6 separate regions of the Mus musculus genome follow, and all the other regions are linked to region 1. A link is a contact called in public HiChIP or PLAC-seq and promoter capture Hi-C data. All regions are on one chromosome and are shown on one strand. Each heading gives the region's core, a stretch centred on a gene start, on an enhancer-like site or on the middle of the called end of the contact. The rest is flanking DNA. Distances are from core to core; before and after follow the strand shown. Region 1 holds the start of Tmem97 (transmembrane protein 97). Region 2 holds the start of Evi2a (ecotropic viral integration site 2a). Region 3 overlaps Nf1 (neurofibromin 1). Region 4 holds the start of Wsb1 (WD repeat and SOCS box-containing 1). Region 5 overlaps Gm30470 (a long non-coding RNA gene). Region 6 holds the start of Ksr1 (kinase suppressor of ras 1).

Region 1 (3,269 bases), core at 401-2,900:
GAGATGTGAATACAGATGAAGTGGCAATATGACGGATGACCTGCAGAGATTGCAGTGAAAGGGCCACAGCCAAAGAAAGGTCAGTGGGTAGACTGTGCGGCCTGAGTGTGATCCGCAGCTCTGCAAACCCAGCCACCTGGAAGAGGCAAGGAGTGTAGTCTACCTTTGAGCCTGAGACCGAACATTCTAAATTTCTAACCTCCGAGCAGCTTAAGCATAACGTTGGGGGTAAAGTAAGCCACTGCGTTTGTGACAATGTCTTAGAGGAGTGAAACAAATCAACTTAACTTGATAACACACTGGTTTTGGTGCTGGGATTTGAATCCAGGGCCTCGTGCATGCTGGCCAATGTTTTTACTACGGAGCCACAGCCTCAATCCCACAATCTTTTGAGTTTACAATCTAAAGCTGTAGCTACATGTCAGTTACAGCCTGGCCTGAGGTCCTCTTGCAATGGATTCAAATGAACTATTATTTTAAGGGGAAAAAAAAGTAGGATCCATAGGGCCCTCAACATGTCCACAGGCAGCCAGTCCTTGGGAAAGCAGCACCACAGACCGGTGCTCTTGCCACATGCTACCTACGGGTTTCCCCTGTAGATCAAAGGTCTTTGCAATCCCGTGGTTCCACAAACAAACCAAAAAGACTTAAGGGAGTGGGGGGTGACACTGCTGATGGTGTCACTCCTTAACTTTGTTGAGTAGGTGACAATTCCTGTGTCATGTCCTCTCAGAGAACACAAGGCACATGTCATTTTGCAGCCACCATTGAGAATTTACGGATTTAAGATTAAGAACTGCCCTGCAAAGAAGAAACATTTAAAGAGCATTTCAGCCATTTCAAACATTTAGGTGGATAAGTCCGTCAGTAGATTGGAGAGGCATGCTTAATCTTGACCTTAAAATCGGGTCAAAGAATGCTCTCCAAAGCGCAGGGAACGGTAGCTCATCTTCAAACAATTCAAAACTGACTTGGAAAAGCGACATTTCCTCAACTGCTCCTCAAGCTAGATCCAGACCCAGAAGGAGTGTATGAATGCCACGAGCACTAACCAAGGGCTAACCCTTCAGTCATTTTATTCTACTACGCAGGACTTTTTTTTCTTTCTCGGCTTACACTGGACTTTTAAAGTCCATCCAAACGCAATAGATTCAACACGTGACAGACACTGGTTCACCCAGGCAACTTCCCTCAGCCAACTGCCGTAGTTAAAACCATGGGAGCGAAACACACCCAGGCAAAGGTTTTGCAAAGGATTGGCGAGTACATGGGGCTCAAACCCAGGACCTCCTAGGCATGCGCCCTACCATTGGGTTGCACCCTCAGTTCCGCTCTGAAAAAAACAAAGCGGTGGTCAACGGCTGGGGACAGCCGGCTGGGGCCGAAGTCAGGCACGGAGCCAACAGAAATCAGGACGGCCACGTGGGGACCCCTGAGCCTCACCTCCTGCGGGTATAGTTCGGGCGGCAGCACCGCCTGCAGGTCGATGAACAGCGTGATGGGGATGTGCGAGACGAAGTAGAGGCCCAAGAGCCACTCGACACAGCGCCTAGCTGCCAGGGCCCCCATGTTCCCTCCTGTCCGTTGGGCTACGACTGGCAAGCCGGTGATAGAAGCCTGCTACGTGGTTAGAAGCCCCGCGCCCGAGCTGTGCCGTCCCGCCCCCGGCTCACACAGGCCGTACCTATTGGTCGAAGGGGAAAAACAGAAGCGGCTCGTGAGTGGGTGGAGGCCCTCGTGGCCCGCCCATATAGCGGGGCTATAGTTTGAATGATGGCCTACCTGTTGTTTCCATTGGCTGCTGGGAGTACCGCGTGAGGGGGCGTGGCTCTGAGCGGTCCACGTCGGCGGGTGCGCGTGTGCAGCCTCGGGCTGCGTGCGCTGGTCTTCCCTGTGCCACGAGTGTTTTATTCGCTGGGTTCTGTTCCGTATTGGGACCCCGGGCCAGTAAAACCAGAACCCGCAGTGGCAGTTTAGGAGCGCTGCGAGCCGGACTTTCCTGCTGGCTCCAAAATCACTGCTCAGCCCACAAATAATGATTTTATATGATGGACCCTGATAGGCCTGGGACAAGATGGGGGCTGCCATTCGATGAGAATAGGGAACACAGGACTTGGGTTCAAGGGAAAGGAAATTAAGTTTGTGCTTTGTATACACTGAGCAGGGTTAGGGCTTGGGTACTGCTAAGTATAGAGCATTTACTTAGCACTCAAGAAGGCCCGACTTCCATCTCTTGCACCATTTGAACCAGAGCCCCAAAGGGCCGGGTGTGGACAGAAATCTGTAAGGTCTAGGCCAGCCTGGTCTACAGGCAAGCTAGGGATACATAGAGCCTGTCTCAGACCAAACCAACCAACCAAAGAGACCTTGAGCAGGCAGGCGGGCAGTTGGATGAACTTGGTTTAGATTTGTGAGAGCATTTGAAGGTTAGAGAGCGAAGGGCATTAAGAGATCCTACAGAATCATAAGGGTCATGGGAGGAGATGACCAAGCGAATGATGGTCACAGGGAAGAATGGAGTAGCTGTGTCACGGTTGACACTGAGTGCTGTCCACCAGTACCAATGAGAAGTCCTATGGCTGGAGAGCAGTGTATTGGGAGGTAGGGAAATGGAGACAGAGTGTAGACAACTGGTCGGGAAGAGGTAGAGAAATGGACCCCACGTGTCCTTCTCTTTCTTTTGTATTCACTTTTTGAGACAGCCTCTCACTATGTAACCCTGTGACTGGCTGTGTAGACAAGGCTAGCCTGAACCTCACAGAGATTCACCCTGCCTCTGCCTTCCAAGTGCTGGAATTAAAGTCATAGGCACCATGCTTGCTCCAGTGTGCCCATTTCAGCAAAGGAGACTGGGATGTCTAAATGGGTTTGAAGTTTCTGCCCAGAGAAGTGAAGGAAAGTATAGCTAAGGGAAAGCAAAAATTAGGGTTAGGTAGGGTAGTCTGTGTGCCCAGTGGTAGCTACCATAGTACTAAGACAGAGGGGTTGGCGTTGCTGAGGTAGATGGCTCTCAGTGTTGGGTCTGCTCAGGAAAGCATTTTGGATGCATCAGGGAGAGGGTGGTCAGGAAGATAAAGGTGAGCCGAAGAAGGTGGACAAGTGGTTGACATAATAGACTGTGGGACCCAAGGACGACAGGGACAGATGAGGCAACAGGCACTGATAACTAGAAAGTAGAGAGGTAAATGACTTAGGCCCTGCTGAGCATGTCAGTGGGCCAGGAGTTTGGGGGTGTACTGTAAGATTTCTGGTGTCAGGATATTCTGCCT
Region 2 (3,269 bases), core at 291-2,790, 980 kb after region 1:
ACTATACCTGTTCTCCAGAGTCACCCTTGGAAAAATATTTTATTCAGAGCATAAATGAGAGGAGCCTGAGCAAACTCTAGACTGTTCTAAGACTCAATGAGTGTAGTTGTCTTGTTAAGATTGTTTTATAGCTGTTACTTTCAAACTTGACTATGTGGAGGAGTTTTTTTTTTCAGGTCTAGGTTAGGGCCTAAGATTCTGTCTCTAAACTACTCCTAAGTAGTACAGATACCACCCTGCTGGTCACACTTGAGCCAGGGAGGTTTACTATGGTATAATCTCTGGCATTCGACAATATCGAAATGCTAATAAAGCACAGAAGTTGAGATTAACAGTTGAGATATGCTAAGTTGCACAGACAAAAATAGCATATAGTAAATGATGCTAGTTAGAAACTACAGTTTGATTCATATCTTATACGCAGAGTGGAGAGGGGAGCCCCCAGTGCTCTGGGGTCCGATCACTATTGAGATTATGACTGTTGGTAGATGCTTAAAGATCAACTGCACTGGCTTTTGTGCGATAGTATTCCGCTTCATCTTCAAGTTGGATGGTAGGATTCTCACGATACTTTATACGTCAGTCACATACCAAAAAAAAAAGCACTTTAAATTGATTTAGTAAGAAGTGTCCGTCCTTTCCTACCAGAGTAGACTTATGCAGTCAGTGTTAAATGACTTAATGTAGGTGATTTTAATCACATTAGTTCATTCACAGTGCTGTATACATCACAGTGTTGTACACGCTAGCCGTGTACCACAGGACAACATAATAGATCTGCTGTTGGTTGTCTTCAGCCAGATGTGCTGTCATGCCCTAGTAAACAAGCTGTTGGCACCATCAGACTCTCTCTTTGCTCACAATTGCCTGAGAACAGAAACTGTTCCTACATCTCTATTTTATGCCCCAGAGGCCAAGTTGGCTTAGCAAAGTTTTGATTTTCTGGTTTTGGTTTTGTCTCATTATTTTTAGTCAGATAGGTCATTCCTCAGCTGCAGTAATGAGAATGTATTTCCTTAATTTAAAAACAAAACAACAACAACAACTCAAAGCTTTTCAACTCATTTGAGTACAAACTCAAGACCTTCCTCATCCTGATTTAAATTCCATATTAATAATTATAAATTTTTCCTAGATCTAATTGATTATGCTGTTTACTTAATTTTTCATAGTGGAATAGAAAACACATAGCGATTCTACATTGTTAGATATATGTATATACCTTTGAAAAAGCCCTTCCTCTCTACTAACCTGAACAGTTATAAGTGGGAGGAGTAAGAGAGCCGCATGTGCTACCTACCTTCAGAGCTCGCCCAGCCGTCACTTCGTAAGCCACCTCAGTTCTGCTCTTCTTATTTTAAGTAGAATACTTTGGAGACTGTGAAACTTAAATCTGCAGGGTTTTTTAAAGAGGATATGTACAGCTAGCTTTCCACTCTTAAAACCAAACCACAGATGACACATTTCCTTTCCGCTGCAACTCAACTACATGTCACGGGGAAAGCAAAGACTGACTTGTCCAGCTGGCAATGGGATGACAAGAGGCTTTGTAGCGCCAGTCTCCACCCCCTGAATGGGGAGGGCTTTCCTCTTTCCTTCCCCTTCCCCCTTTTCTCTCCCACCTATGGCTTATTGTTTATGCCTACTATCTGCTTTTGAAATTAGTATTATTCAATGGAAATTACATGATGGCATCTTTAGTGTGGCATTAAAATCACTTTTCTAATTTTATATCACAGACTGATTTGAAAACATAAATGTGGGGTCCTTGGAGGTGTTTGTCAGCTAGGAGGATCACCGAGTCCGTGGAGGTGTTTGTCAGCTAGGAAGATCACACACATCACTGCCGTTTCAAGCTGCGAACTGCAGCAGTGATCTGAGCAGAATTTGGGCCAGAGAATGCTTGTAGGGTGTGGTGTGTGCAGTTGTGTCATTGCCTCAGATTAGACACGTCTGTTCGTCCGGGATGGATTACACGGTTTTGTGTGAAATCAGATAGACTCCTCTGATGATCTCCTTGGTTCTGCTGATCGTACCGAAGCCTGGGTCACAGCAGATCCCCTCTGATCCTGTCTCACTACGATCCTCCCTTCAGGTTTTCTGAGGTGCTTGTTTCCTCACTAGCCCCACACATGTCACGCATCTCTAACGCTGTCTTTGATCATCTCCTCCCTTTTTCTGAATGAGCACCACACTAATCTCCAGGGATCATTAGACACTTTCTCATCTCCTTAAAAAGATGACCACTTTTAATTTATATAATTTAAATTTTTATTTATTTTTATGGTGTCACTGGGACTGATCGCAGTTATCTACGCCTACCTTTATGTAGGTTTTGATGTCACCAGGTTTGCATGACCAGCACCTGCTGAGCCAAGTCTTTCACACCTCCCCTCCTTTTTATTTTGAGTCAAGTTTATTAAGTTGCCCATGGTAGCTTTGAATATTTTTGGGTTTTGCTGGTTTTCCTTTTTTTTTTAAATCTCCTCTCACAGTCCATCCCAACCACAGCTTCCCCTCCCTCCTCTCCTCAGTCTGCCCCGTACCTCCTCTTTCCCAGATCCACTGCTCCTCCATTTTCCTTCAATAAAGAGCAGCCTGAAACAGCTTCTTGTGGAGTTGAAACTGGCCTAGAACTCAATATGGAGCTGAGGACGACCTTGCCTTTATGGTCATCTTGCCTTGCTCCCATGTGCTGGGATCACAGGCTTTTATCACCACATCCATCTGAGCGCTAGGAATTGCACCTAAGCTTTCATACATCCACTAGGCAAGTACTCGGTCAACTGACCAATGCCACAGCCTCCTTGATTCTTACTAAAAGTCAAAAAAGTTGCCTATATTTTCAAAAGTGATTCCAAAATATTTGCAAAATTGAGAATATTGTTTTAAAGCAGCAAAGTGTCATGCTCTCTACATACATTTTTATTAGTAGGCCTGTGCTGGTACCAGCCAGTTGATTTCCAGCAAGCAGGATAGTGGGCTCTGACACTGGCAGTCCACAGAGCATAGCTTGACAAATATCCACCCCCAGGCAAACACTGAGGCCTTTCTGCCCCTCACGGCTGTTGCCTTCCTTTGTTTACATCTGCATCTCTGTAAGCTCACCTATGTGGATCTCATTCTCTAGTTAGTGTAGAACACACTCTTTCCTTTCCACCTCTCCTCAAGCCCCACTTCTCTTTTCTGTTCAGCTCAAACTTCCTTCTATCAGAGTCTACACTGGATTTTTAAAATATCTACATAGTTTTCCCTATATATTTGTAATT
Region 3 (3,269 bases), core at 360-2,859, 850 kb after region 1:
AAGTCCTTGATGGTAGCATGGAGTATTATATTTGGTTCACTATGTTCCCAGAGGCAATGCCAGTCTCTTCAATTTGTGATTTCCAACCATAATAGCTTTCAGTTCACAGGTCAAGGAACCAACGTGGGATTTTGCCAATGTCTAAGTATATCTATACCAATTATACATTCTGGAACTGGAGAAATAACCACAGGATGAGTTTGGGGACCCAGTAGACTCTCTGTGATTTGGGTTTCAGTCAAAATTCCATTAATCACCTGATAATCATAAGCCCCGATTTAACTGGAGGGCCACAGTGCTATTTGGGGGTCTCTTGGAACCAGTGTCAGTTTAAAACGAGTGTCCAGTAAACCCTGGAAAACCTGATTGTTTCCTTTTTCCCAGAGTACATTTACCCTTGTAAAAGGTCATAGGATGGGAGAAGGGCTAACAGTAAAACTTTTAGGTATTTTAGCAAGGTCCTCAGGGGGACCTAGCCTTCTCATCATTCAAGGACTTTGGGGTCTGCAAACTAGCTCAAGTCTGGAAATTGATTGATAAGTTGAGATACCCCTTTGCTACTCTGCAGTATTCTTTTTGTTTGTTTGAGAATTTTTTTTTTTGCTTATATAGATGTAAAAACAAACAAAACAAAATAAAAACATATATTCCTGGAAGCATTATTAGCCAGTACAAAAAGATCCGTAGGAGTCATGCCATCATAAAAGTTACTCTGTCTGTGCTGCCCTTCATGATAAATATTCTCGCCTTGCCTTTGGCAATGCAGTGCTGATACCTGGCCCTGCTACTCTGGGGGCCTAATTAAGCCCATCCCATTTAACTTTTTGGATTGAGCATCAGTGTCTCCAACCTTAAGGTCTGGCACAAAGAGAAGAGCGGGGGCAAAGCCCTTCAAATCCTGGTGCCCCTCTTACCATTTTGTGCCTCACAGGATTAGTGAAGAGAATGTCTTCTGGGCCTTCCCATTGTGGAGGATTCGGTTTTATACAGCACACCCATCATTGCAGTTTCTCTGAACCCTAAAATCCCTTCATCAATACTAAGTCAAGGGACATCAGGTATCCACAGTTCCCTTTCAGTAGAGTATGGCTAGTGCTTAGCCAACCAGTCACGCTTTTGATACCTTTTTAACTGTAAGAACGTCTGTATTGAACTTAGAACCTTAACTCAGTGGGCCCATATCAATAAATTCAGCTTGATTCAGTTTTATGGTTTTTTTTTCACCATTATTTCATGCCCTTAAAAATCCATTCTCATATATATTGCCCAGACTACGGCTTGAATGAATTCACAAACTCAGTAAACTTTAGTATTGTACCACACCTTTGTTGTGAATTTCACTTTCTGTTTCGCTCCTAGAAGCCTTCTTAGCCTTGATACTGATTATAGTTCAGAGGCAATTATTGTCGACAGACACTGAGCGGCATCAGTATTGCCTTGCTTGATGTTTCTCTTTCAGTGAAAGTCACTGAAATTTGTAGACAACAAAGGATTAATTTCCTCAGGCCAAGGTACAAAAGGAAATATTGCAAGGTGTGACAGTGGGGCCGCACCCTACACTAAGAGTGGGCAGACTACTGCCACAGGTGAGACAGACGCATCAGAATTTGAAGGGTCAAAGTCCTCAGCACCTGTCCCCTACACTTCTCCATCTCAAGTTACAGGATCCCACCCCTTACCAGCCAGTGCCTTTAGGCTCCTATTTACCTTAGCAACAGGAGAAGTGCACTTGACTAGGGGGAGTGCAGGCAGGCAGGCAAAAGTGAAAAGTTTCTCCTTCCATGTTCCTTCACAGGTGTGATTCCAGATATAGTCAAGTTGACAAACAAGATTAGCCATCATATTACCTAAGTTTCTGACAAAGCTATCAAAAACATGCATTGGAGAAAAGGTGCCCTCTTTAACAAGTGGTGCTGGGAAAACTGGATCTTTCTCTCTTTCTTTCTTTCTTTCTTTCTTTCTTTCTTTCTTTCTTTCTTTCTTTCTGATTTATTTTATTTATATGAGTACACTGTAACTGTCTTCAGACACACCAGAAGAGGGCATCAAATCCCATTACAGATGGTTGTGAGCCACCATGTGGTTGCTGGGATTTGAACTCAGGACCTCTGGAAGAGCAGTTGGTGCTCTTTAACCTCTGAGCCACCTCTCCAGCTTGAAAACTGGATTTCTATACATATTGTGCAACAATAAATTCAGTGTCTTAGTTAGGGCTTTATTGCTGTGAACAGAAACCATGACCAATGCAAGTCTTATAAAGGACAACATTTAATTGTGGGTGGCTTACAGGTTCAGGGGTCAGTCTATTATCATCAGGGGAGAAGCATGGCAGTAACCAGGCAGGCATGATACAGGCAGAGCTGAGAGTTCTGCATCTTCATCTGAAGGCTGCTAGCAGAGTATTCATTTCCAGGCAGCTAGGATGAGGGTTGTAAAGCCCACGCTCACAGTGACACACCTACTCCAACAAGACCACTTCCTGGGCCAAGCATATTCAAACCATGACATTCAGTATATCAAAACTCTAATGAAAGAAGAAGACAGGTAAAAATATTTGAAGACATAGGCATAGACAAGAATTTTCTGAAAAGGACTATAGCACAGGAAACAATACCAAGACGTGGCAGAGAGAGTTACATGAGATTAGAAATCGCTACCAAGCAAAGGACACAGTCACTAGAGTAAAGAGACCATTTACAGGCTTGGGAAAAGAAATTTCCAGGCTTACATCTGGCTGGGGACTGGTATCTATGATATATAAATAACTGCTAAAATTAAACTCTAAAATCATTTTAGAGTCTGTAGATAGGCTCATGAGCTGAATAGAGTCCCTAATAGGAGAAATACAATGACCAGTAGATACTTGGAAAAAGTTTTCAACATTCATAGACATCAGGGAAATGGAAATTAAAACCTCTTTCAGATTCTGTCTCACTTCAGTTGGGACGTTGTCAAGAAAACAAAAGACAACAGAGGGGAAAATGTGGGTGGGGCTAGTGGGATCCTGAGTAGCTACTTTTTATTTTTCTGTTTTTTTCTGTTTTTTTTTTTTTTCTTTTTTTTGTTTTTCGAGACAGGGTTTCTCTCTGTAGCCCTGGCTGTCCTGGAACTCACTCTGTAGACCAGGCTGGCCTCAAACTCAGAAATCTGCCTGCCTCTGCCTCCCAAGTGTTGGGATAAAAGGTGTGCGCCACCACTGCCTGGCAGTGAAACTCCACTATGACAGTTTGAAGGGTTCCTCAGAAAAACTGATAACAGACCATGTGACC
Region 4 (3,269 bases), core at 372-2,871, 700 kb after region 1:
CATTTTTCTAAGTGCCTTCACGTTTCCTTGTTAGCTAACAGACACAAACGATTTTTATACTTTAATTAGCTGCTTTAAATACTCAAGTACTGACTAGTAAAATATTATCAACCTCAAGGTTTTTCTCTAAAGTGCTTTGGGGAAAAAAAAAAGTAATGGGGCAGTGGGTGGGAACCAGCCCTAAAACCCAACCTATCTGCATAGCACTTACATCATGAGTCATCACTGAACAAGGCTAACCAGATTCAAGTTCTTCCTCACATTCCATCCTCCGATTTCACGACCAGAAAGGAAGTGTGACAGTGCCTTGTTAAAGAGGGTAGTAGCTCAGTTATAGCCTGACCTGGAACTCTTCACACACTCATGGAGTCCTGCCCCTACCTTTAGCATGGACATGAAAATCCAATTGACAAAACTGTAAAGTCAGTGTCTACTGACGATAATTTTGTTCAACGAATGTCATCCAATGGGCTCAAAGGTGACTCCTTTGAGAGAATTTAAATAATGCTAAGTGCTTTAAAGGGGCCAACGGGCAGGTCTGGCCCACGCCCTTCCACTCCCCATTGTCCAGGCTTCAGCCAGACGCGTGACAGGTCTAGCCACGGCTACATCCTCTGTACAATAGCCCTCCTTCAGCCATTCCACCTATTCTCACGGCTCCTTCCACCCCCACCCCCCCGTGTAGGTGGGCAACATATTCCCTCCTTAGAACCCTTCACTTTCATAACGCCATCCTTTAAAAAACACTAAAACTTTTTTTTCTACGCCGCTGACACCTCTCCAGGTCCCTTTCTCAATAGAGTACCGGACATACAGATGCTGCTGTTCCTGCTGCGCCTCAAAAAACACAAAAGTTCACAACTTCTTCCCACCAAAGAGAGCCTAGGATAGACCACTTAGCCTATGCTAGTAACTCTCCAGGTCCATTCGATATCCAAGACACAGCCGGGAGAATCCCAGGACGTCCGATCCGCACCCCAGCTGTGATGGTGTCACTAGGGTTTGCCCGGCGCTGAGCAAACTCGGGAGGCCCGCTCTGGGTCCATTCACTCCCGGCCGACGCCCATCGCGGGACCGCTTCCTCCCGCCACGCAGCGTCAGTCCTTGCTCCTCTCCATTTCTCCGGAGCCCGGGCATCCGGTCCCCCGCGCTCGTGGGCCTTGGCATCGGACTTCCCCGTTCTCCCATCCCCCACCCCCGTTTTCCCCCCGGGCCCCGGAGCCAGCCCCTTCACGCTCTGCCGGTAGACCCCGCGCTCCCCCTCCATCCCGAGCCTCACCGATCTCTTTCTCGTTAACCCTCGGGGGAAAGCTGGCCATCTATGGGGCACCGTCTGATTCCGGGAACTCGATTCGGACGCGACAACAGAGAAGGGACTCAGCGGGGGCTGAGGGGCGTGACGCGGGCTCAGGCTCTCCCGGGTGTGGAGACTGCAGAGAGAGCGCGGGCGGCCGCTGCGGCTTCTGCGGACTGCCCGGAGGAAATCACCGGAATGCCTGGAACAAAGCCACCGGGTCACACTCAGACAAAAGAGCCGGCGCGCCTTCCACTCACAGACTCACACAGCCCGCCAATGCTTCCGCCGCCAAACCAGACACTGAGACAAGATGGCGGGCGGCACTGATAATATCTGGGAGGCGGGGTGTAGTGGGTGACGTCAGACCATCAGGCCCCGCCCCTCGACGCAGGGGACGTGATGGTCTGGATTCACGGACGGGCGTGAGCCCTCAAAGCGCGACCTGCGGGCATTTTCGAAGTCGAAGGCTCATTGCCAAGGGCAAGCCCGGGATTATATAATGCACGTGACCGAACCGGAAAGGGCAAAGTAGACGTTTCACGTGCTTAATCCCTTTTAGCTACGTCTCTGGCTCCTTAGTACCTGGGAAGTGAAGGTTGCGCTGAAGAAAGATATGATGGAAACTAGCATAGTGGTGTCCAATTGGTCAGGACAGAACAAACTGGTTTTAGGAAAGACTCAGTTGATGAAGGAGACCCAGGGTGATGGGCACCTCTGAGGCCTCCCCAAGACTGCCTCTGTTCTAATTGGTCCCTAAAGTCAGGTCTCCTGAAGAGCTGGCCAATATGACCTCTACCTCAGAATCTGCCCTTCTTCCACAGAAGTTGAGGTCTCTAGGAAGCAGCTAGCTATTCCACATCATTGTTTGGGTGTGCCCCACATCTCAATCTAAGTACCATCTATAAATGATGTCATTGCATTTTAGTGGCCCTTGCGGGACTCTTTCTTCCAAAGGATAACAGATAACGGCTTAGATTTTCTCAGATACTCCTGGAAGACAGAATTGCCCAGCATAACTTTAGATCTCAAACACCATAGGTAGTGCATGTACTGTGTGCATGTCCCTTTGCCCAAGGTAGAAATTCTTAAGATCATGATGATTAATAGAAATAAATCATCCCCTTCTTTAAAAAAAATTACTTGGTTACTGCTTGACAATATGTTTGTCCAGAACTTCATGCACGGCAATGGTGCTGCCTGACGAACAGTAGAAGGAAAAAGAAAATTCAATCTTGTCAAATACAGACCATTATTGTCCCCTAATGTTTTTAGCTTATTTATTTATTATGTGTGTATGAGATATGTGCATGTTTTTGAGTCTTTTTTTTTTTTTGAGAGTTCATGTGTCTTAAATGCTTCTGTGTGAATGCAGGCATTCAGAGGTCAGATGACATCCTAGGATATGAGTCCTCACCTCCCACCTTTCCTGAGACAGGGTCTCTCATGATTTCAGTGCTTGTATACCATGCTAGCTGGCCCTGTAACTTCCCGACTCCCTGACAGCCCTGTTAGAGTGAAGGGATTGTAGAGTAGTAGTCTGTAATCTCCTGCCTTCTGCTTTAACCTGGGTTCTGGGCTTTCGAACGGTCAGGTTTGCATTTTCACCTCTGAGCCATCTTCCCAGCTATTTTTTTTTTGAGTTTTCATACAAAAATATGCAGATTTCACAAACTTGCAGGGCTGGAGGAGGGGGGTATAGCTCAGTTAGTAAAATATTTGTCTAGTATACAGGAACCATGGAGTCCAGCTCCAGTTCCTCAGAAACCTAAAGCAAATGGTACATGCTCGAAAGCCCAGCTCTTGGCAAGCAAAGGCACAAGAATCAAGAACTTAAGATCACTTCTGCTATATAGCAAGTATGAGGCCAACCTGGCTCCAAGACTCTTATCTTCAAACAATCTGGAAGGCTTCAGGAATTCGTGAGTCAGCCTTGCTCGGGAGTTATGCTGATTTGTTTGGTTGTTGGTTTGGT
Region 5 (3,269 bases), core at 419-2,918, 680 kb after region 1:
CCCAACTTTCCTCATCCTCCCTTCCCCTTGACAGCCTGTTTCTGCCATCTTTTATTCTTGGCAGTACATATAACATTCTACTGACTTTTAAATTGCATGTAAGATGCAATGACTGGTTTTGTTGGTTTTGTTTTGAAGACCGCGTCTTCTGTAGCCTAGGCTGGCCTAGACTCCTGAGTACTGGCTTTCCTATGAAATTCTAGACACTGCTGACTTTTATCCACATCACTGTAGCTAATGTGTCATTTTAGTGTGTGACAGCTGAGAGATTTATGTTTGTTTTTTGTTTTCAAAGTTTTACTTGGAGTTCAGATTATCTCCAATTTTCTTTTTTGTTTTTCCTTTCCCTTCTTCTCCTTTTCCTCCTCCTTCTCTTCTTCCTCCTCTTTTTCATCATCATCCTCTTCCTCCTCCTCTGATTTTTCAAGACAGAGTTTTCCCAGCCACCCTGGAACTTGCTCAGTAGACCAGATTAGCCTCTGCCTCCCAAGCGCTGGGATTAAAGGTGTGCGCCACCACACTTGGCTTGCCTCCAACTTCTTATCCTTTTGCCTTAGTCTCTTGAATGCTGGGATTTTTTTGTTTGTTTGTCTTGTTTTGATTTTGAATGCTGGAATTACAGTTATATGCTACCACATCCATGAGGATTTTTGAAAACCATGCTGATTACAAAATATATCTTAGTTTCAGTTAAAATGTGATGGTGGAAGGGGCCTGGAGAGATGGCTCTTATTTCTCTTTCAGGGAATCCCAGTTAGGTTCACAATACCTGTGTCAGATGACTCACAACTGCCTGTAATTCCAGCTTCAGAGGGTTGGGTGCCCCCTTAGGACTTCTGAGAGCACCCACTTGCATATGGCTTGCTTGTCTCACACACCACACACACATACACACTCTCACACACAAATCTTAGCTGAGTACTTGTAGTGCACATCTTTAACCCAGCACTTGGGAGGAGGAGGAGGAGGTAGAGGCAGAGGCAGAGGCAGAGGCAGAGGCAGAGGCAGAGGCAGAGGCAGGTGGATCTCTGAGTTTGTGACCAGCCTGGTTTACAAAGTGAGTTCCAGGACAGCCAGTGCTACACAGAGAAACCCTGTCTCAAACCTCTCACCAAATGAATAATTTTTTAATGTAAAGGATGGTTTTATTTTGAGAGAGGGTCTCATTTACATCAGGGTGGCCTTGTCTTCACAAGCATTTGATATGGCGCCTGGCTTCTGGGAGAAGAATTAAAGTCTAACTTTCCTCAGGGTCATGTGACAAGCATGACTGAGCTTTGTTACTGATGACGATGCCGGCCCTGCCTTGTTCTGGATTTGGTCCACTCCATCAAGAGCATCTGTGAGCTGACACAGAGAACTTACATCCAGTCCATTCCAGCCTCGAGGACTCTGTCCAGGTCATCTCTGGACCAGTGAGGCCAATCTTGCTGGTACAAGAGGCTCCTGCGGCCTTGGTCAGGTGTTGATCAACGAGGGGAGTTTCGAGGCCAGCTTACTTCTTTTCTTGCCTTCAGCCCAGCCCAGCCCTGCAGAATCCTGCTACAGCCTGCTTGAGTTAGATTTGTCACATGGGCAATAAAAATGATTTGTTTGAGTGATATGTGTACCCAAGGACAGCAGAGCGGAGCAAAAACCTAGCCAAGCTCCGGTGTAATTTCCCTGGGCACCGAGCAAAGGGCAGGGACCACAGTCACTCTGTGTGGTTATTTCAATTGCCTCGTTATATTCAGGGGTAATCCTTGTTTGTTTTTGTTTTTTTTTTTCCACAATCCAGTGAAAAGGGTAGGGTGTGTTGGGGAAGGGTTAGCCTGACATCATGGCTGGCCTCCCCGGGAAAGGCGGGGAGGTGTTGGCAAAGACACAGCGGAGCCTGGCTGTTTTCTTCCTAGCATCCGCTCACAAGCATTATGAAGAAAAAACAGGAGTCTGCATTCAGCACCATCTTGGACCTTGAGATCATGTGACCGCCTCCACCTAGAGGAGGGAGTTAGCCTCATGGCTTGCACAGACATCAAAGGAAAACAATAAAACTTCCCAGAACTGCTGACCAGCAGCAGGAACAGTAAAATGCACCCGTGGTCAGTGCTCAACCAATGTTGGTAACACATGTCAAGTAGCTGCCAGGACTCAGCACTGCAGAAAGGAAGGAAGAGCCAATGCCACTTGTGTGGAGACATTATTACATCATTCAACAGCCAATTGAGCAGTCAGTCACAGGAGTCTTCCTCAGGATAGCAGCCTCAGTCACCATGTCAGCGACATCCTTTGGGCAGCCGTCTATGGAGTGTGGCATCTGGCCAAACTGCTATATGCACACCCTCTTGCTGGGAGCCAGATGGGACCGAGCCCAGCCAGCTTGGCTTTGGCCAAGCATTGAGCAGCATGACCCAGTTGAGGGATCTGCTTTCTCCACACAGCACAAGCTGGGTGCGTGGCCCCCAGGTCTCTCATCCAAACCTCCCAGCTCGGGCTATGTTCATGTCTGCCCAACCGGGACCGGGGGTCTGGTTCCTGATCAGTCCTTCTGACCCAAAAGCCAGGCGCCAGCAGCTCCCGTGAGAAGGCGACAGAATCTCCTCAGGTGTGAGGAATTTGGCTTCTAAACAAGGAATCAACATCTAAGAATGATTAACTTATTTGAAACAGGGCTTTATTCGAAAGTCCAAGGAGGGGGTGAAGAAATGAGATCGCGTAGGATTCCGTGGCAAGACGGCAGTGAGCTGGGGCAGCTTATCCGGCACCACCGAAGGGGCCTGACGAAATTGAAGAAAACAAAACAGGCTGAGAGAAAATAGAGGCAGCGGGGTGGGGTGGGATGGGGTGGGGTGAGGGGGCCACCTCTGACTTGTGGGTTTCCTGACCACTTTCCAGTTACTGCAGACCCTTGCAGCACAGAAGGCTCACACGAGTCGGCTGGTTCTCTGCCCAGCTCTACCAATATAATATAATATCATCCAAGAGGAAACCTGACCCCTCTGCAGAGGCAGGTATAATGGGGCGTGTCACGGACTTTCATGTTACCGTGGCCAAAGCTCCTGACGGAATCAACTTAAGGGACAAATATCCTGTGTCACTTGGTCCAGCAGGCAGAGAAGGCATGACGGTGGGAACACGAGGCCACAGTTGTTCACAAGGTGGCAGATTAGGAAGTAGAGCTAGGCCAGAGGTAGGGGTAGGTATAACCTCCACAACTCCCCTGCATTCAGTGACCGGGTTCCACCAAACAGACCCTACAACCTTTAGGGGTTACAACATTTAAAGTAACC
Region 6 (3,269 bases), core at 315-2,814, 600 kb after region 1:
TTACAGCAATCATCAGCTGGCTCTAGGACAGCTGGCAGATGCAATTAGCAATTGTGTGTGTGTGTGTGTGTGTGTGTGTGTGAGAGAGAGAGAGAGAGAGAGAGAGAGAGAGAGAGGAGAGAGAAAGGGTATTATGTATCTAACAAGACATCCTCAGACCTACAGAAACCAAATGTGGCAATGCCAGGGAAAGGCCCTTCTTAGGGAAAGAGTTACTAAATAACCCCTTCACTTTCAAAGGTCTTCCAGTCTCTGGGCAAAAGCAAGTTGGGAAGGCACTAGTTTCCCCCCCAATGTGTAAGGGGGTGGGGGAGCGTCCCCTTCTGAAATGCCAACCACCTTTCTGGCTGGTTCTTCCAAATCGTTTTAATGCTGCACTTCCCAACTGTATAATTTGAGAGAAGAGAGCTCACACATCTTGTTTCCTCATTGCACTCCAGGTTATCTCTGTCAGCAACCCCCTTAAGTAGCCTGTTCTTACCAAAGGTTCCCTTCCCCAGTATAATCCTTCCTAGGCCAAAGCTCAGTGTTTGGGGTGGAGTAGGGAAGTCAAAGGGTAATTTCATTTTAAGCAGTGAACCGCTGTGACATCTCCAAAGACAAGCACCCCAACGCCTGAACAGCAAAAATGCTGTTTCAGCAAACACTTTTTGAAAAGCGGCAGAGACCTGGTGGAAAGGAAAGAAACGGACAACAAGGAGAGTGGGGAGTGAGGGGAAAGTCAGTGCCACCGATCGATCGACGCTCACACTTCAAGGGACGTCCCCCACATCGCCCCAGCCCACGCTACCGGACTTAAAGCACACGGAGAAAAGACCGGCGCGTGATTCAGTGGGACAATGACTACTGTGGGCACTGGAAATAGGGTGAAGGCGGAAAGGGGTTTGCAGTGGGGTGCCCTGTGCATCCTACTCGGCACGCTGGTCTTCGAGACTCGATCCAGTTCCACGCTAACACCCCCCTCCCCTAAATTCTTCCAAAGTGAGAGCTGGTCGTAGGTCCTCACGCTGCCGCATCAGAGAGCTCGGGAAAGGGAGGAAGACTCCAGCCAGCAACCCCGCTGCAGGATGCAACTCGGGAAGGAAAGCAGTGGGGCGGCTCCCGGGCCACCGCCGGGTCCGGACGTGGGGCGCAACGGCCCCTTACCTCTAGGGTCCGGATCTCCTGCTGTGTGAGGTCGTTAGACACTGAGCACTTGGTGCGCAGCCCGCGCAGACTGCCGATGGAGATATCGATGAGCTTCTGCAGCTGGCCGCACTGCTGCAGCGCCCGGCTGACGGCGGCCCCTGCGCCCCCGTCCGCCGCGGCGCCCCCGCCGCCGCCCTCCTTTTTCTCGCCCATCGCTGCCGCGCGCAACGCCGCTCTATCCATGCCTCGGCATCGGGGCCGCTGGGGGCCGAGGCGAGGAGCCCGGGGACACGGGCGCCTCGGCAGGAAAGCCCCGAGCCAGGAAGGCTGCACTAGGAGCGCCCCTTGGCGCCGCCTAAGCCTGCAGTCCCGAAAGCCTGCTGCCCAGTCCGCTCCTCCTCCCGCCCAGACGCGGCGGCAAAGCGAAAGCCTCCACTACCCGACGGCTGTGGTTGTTGGAGCCTTTAAGCGACAGCGGGGGCCGGATCGGGGCCGCGACGCATTCTGGGACTTGTAGTCCGCGCATCGCATCTGCTTTCTGGCCCGCGCCCTCGGGGCCCCGCCCGCACTTCGGCCCCGCCTGACGTCTAGAAGGGGCTGCTCTGCGCCTGCTCCAATTCGTGCGCGTCGTGGTCTAGGGAGTTTGATTCCTTTACCCCCATCTCCCACTACTACACCCTTCTCACACACGCAAGCGCACACACATCAGTAGCTTTCCGAGACTGGCGAATGGGGTGGGGAAGGGGCTGATGGCTCAGACCCAGATAACCCCTGTCTTGTAGGATATTGAGGGTCCTAAAATTTTTGTATGAGTTTAGGGGTTACCATGTATGGGAATGCGCTAAAAGTGTAGCTCAGCGGCAGAACATTTGCCAGGCAAACACAAAGCCCTAGGTTTGATTCCCCAACACTATCAAAAGAAAAGAAAAAGAAACACCCACCTTCATCAAAATCTCACAACACCCGACGAGGCTGTGTTTGTGTTCACATAGAGCTTGACCCTGAATTGTCACACCAAAGTTACTGTGCAGGCAAGGAGAAAGGACTTTCTTCTGTGTTCTATTTACTCAACAAAATAAATTTAGTGCCCCCCATACCCTGTAGATGCCACATGGGCAAAATATTAATTTGTTGAACAGTTCTAAGAGTTTCGAGCCAGAGAGAACCTGGGTCTACCCAGTATGTGAACTTGGACAAATAGCTTTCCTCTGAGTGCCCAAGTTTCCCCTTCACATCAAATAGGGTAGTCATAGCCATCTAGTCTAGAGGGTTTCTTTAAAAAAGTTATGTTTCTAACAGCACCCATATTAACTGCTGGCATGTGCGATCAAGTATACATGCTAGCTCCTTTCTAACTTCACACTATCTAGATGAGACCCTGAGCCTCAGCAGTCAGTGGTCTTAGCAGTGGTGTTTCCCAGTCTGCCCTAATTTAAGCTTTACCACACCTGCTCATTCTCCTCTCCCATCAGTCCACCTCACATGTTCTAGCAATAAAAATGAAGTGAAAATGAGCCAGGTGGCAGTGGCACTCTGGAAGCAGAGGCAGGAGAATCTCTGTGAGTTCCAGGCCAGCCTGGTCTACAGAGCAAGTTCCAAGACAGCCAGGGCTACACAGAGAAACCCTGTCTCGAAAAAAGAAGTAAAAACTGAAGTCAAGTGTACACACTTTTAATCCCAGCACTCCAGAGGCAGAGGCAGGAGGATCTCTGTGAGTTCAAGACCAATCTGGTCAAATAGTGAATTCAAGACCAGCTTGGGCTACATATATAGTGAGGTCTTGCCTCAAAAACAGTGTTGGGTTAGACAGATAGCTCAGCAGTTAGGAGCGCTCGCTCCTGCAAAGGATGAGGAGTTCTGTGCCCTGCATCCGTGTGATGGATCACAGCCATTTGTAACTCCAGTTCTAGGGATTCTGATGCCTTCTAACCTCTGTGAGCACCAAGTAGTCACATGGCTACACATACATGCATGCAGGCAAAACACTCAGACCCATAAAACAAAATTAATCGAACAGAGCTAAACAAAAAGAATTACTGGGGCTGGCGAGATGGCTCAGTGGTTAAGAGCTCCGACTGCTCTTCCGAAGGTCCCGAGTTCAAATCCCAGCAACCACATGGTGGCTCACAACCATCCGTAAT

The links. Promoter capture Hi-C pulls out the DNA fragments that hold promoters and counts their contacts. HiChIP or PLAC-seq counts read pairs in DNA pulled down with a chosen protein or histone mark.
Region 2: a contact with region 1 is called in an H3K4me3 HiChIP or PLAC-seq map of pro-B cells, with 6 times the contacts expected there. The contact joins the promoter of Evi2a here to the promoter of Tmem97 in region 1. A contact is called at or near these places in 5 of 39 promoter capture datasets (the C10 cell line, the HPC-7 cell line, hippocampal neurons and 2 more), 1 of 484 Hi-C or Micro-C datasets (B cells), 5 of 115 datasets of contacts at active chromatin or transcription factors (acute myeloid leukemia, bone marrow-derived dendritic cells, double positive thymocytes and 2 more) and 1 of 9 other capture datasets (adipose tissue).
Region 3: a promoter capture Hi-C map of hippocampal neurons shows a contact between it and region 1, with 5 times the contacts expected there. The contact joins the enhancer-like site here to the promoter of Tmem97 in region 1. A contact is called at or near these places in 7 of 39 promoter capture datasets (the 3T3-L1 cell line, the C10 cell line, embryonic stem cells and 3 more) and 1 of 115 datasets of contacts at active chromatin or transcription factors (astrocytes).
Region 4: a promoter capture Hi-C map of embryonic stem cells shows a contact between it and region 1, with 3 times the contacts expected there. The contact joins the promoter of Wsb1 here to the promoter of Tmem97 in region 1. A contact is called at or near these places in 10 of 39 promoter capture datasets (the 3T3-L1 cell line, 3T3-L1-derived adipocytes, the C10 cell line and 6 more), 1 of 484 Hi-C or Micro-C datasets (embryonic stem cells), 4 of 115 datasets of contacts at active chromatin or transcription factors (embryonic forebrain, embryonic stem cells, large pre-B cells and 1 more) and 1 of 9 other capture datasets (adipose tissue).
Region 5: a promoter capture Hi-C map of liver shows a contact between it and region 1, with 2.5 times the contacts expected there. The contact joins the enhancer-like site here to the promoter of Tmem97 in region 1. A contact is called at or near these places in 11 of 39 promoter capture datasets (the 3T3-L1 cell line, the HPC-7 cell line, cranial neural crest and 5 more), 2 of 484 Hi-C or Micro-C datasets (cerebellum and embryonic stem cells), 2 of 115 datasets of contacts at active chromatin or transcription factors (bone marrow-derived macrophages and microglia) and 1 of 9 other capture datasets (macrophages).
Region 6: a contact with region 1 is called in a promoter capture Hi-C map of embryonic stem cells, with 2.3 times the contacts expected there. The contact joins the promoter of Ksr1 here to the promoter of Tmem97 in region 1. A contact is called at or near these places in 8 of 39 promoter capture datasets (cranial neural crest, embryonic stem cells, hematopoietic stem and progenitor cells and 4 more), 1 of 484 Hi-C or Micro-C datasets (embryonic stem cells) and 5 of 115 datasets of contacts at active chromatin or transcription factors (embryonic forebrain, embryonic stem cells and forebrain).

What each region holds. Positions count from the first base shown.
Region 1 is chr11:78,549,085-78,552,353 of GRCm38.p6, forward strand. It overlaps Tmem97 (transmembrane protein 97), which reads right to left and starts at 1,651. Exons shown (of 3, transcript NM_133706.2): 1 at 1,444-1,651. The coding sequence starts at 1,569.
Region 2 is chr11:79,529,069-79,532,337 of GRCm38.p6, forward strand. Evi2a (ecotropic viral integration site 2a) reads right to left here and starts at 1,541. Exons shown (of 2, transcript NM_010161.3): 1 at 1,301-1,541. All of the region lies in intron 36 of Nf1 (neurofibromin 1), which reads left to right. Evi2 (ecotropic viral integration site 2) reads right to left here and starts at 1,541. Exons shown (of 4, transcript NM_146023.4): 1 at 1,301-1,541.
Region 3 is chr11:79,402,467-79,405,735 of GRCm38.p6, forward strand. The region is part of intron 5 of Nf1 (neurofibromin 1); the gene reads left to right. Among named protein-coding and RNA genes, the nearest start is that of Nf1, 64 kb to the left of the region's middle. Within about 2 kb of position 1,610, at least 22 of the 459 cell types and tissues checked have an H3K27ac peak or open chromatin away from gene starts, as enhancers often do.
Region 4 is chr11:79,253,074-79,256,342 of GRCm38.p6, forward strand. Wsb1 (WD repeat and SOCS box-containing 1) reads right to left here and starts at 1,622. Exons shown (of 9, transcript NM_019653.3): 1 at 1,280-1,622. The coding sequence starts at 1,319.
Region 5 is chr11:79,227,768-79,231,036 of GRCm38.p6, forward strand. All of the region lies in intron 1 of Gm30470 (a long non-coding RNA gene), which reads left to right. Among named protein-coding and RNA genes, the nearest start is that of Gm30470, 4.7 kb to the left of the region's middle. Within about 2 kb of position 1,669, at least 52 of the 459 cell types and tissues checked have an H3K27ac peak or open chromatin away from gene starts, as enhancers often do. A contact at or near this core is called in the HPC-7 cell line, cerebellum and liver, where this site is marked.
Region 6 is chr11:79,144,909-79,148,177 of GRCm38.p6, forward strand. It overlaps Ksr1 (kinase suppressor of ras 1), which reads right to left and starts at 1,565. Exons shown (of 19, transcript NM_013571.3): 1 at 1,147-1,565. The coding sequence starts at 1,371.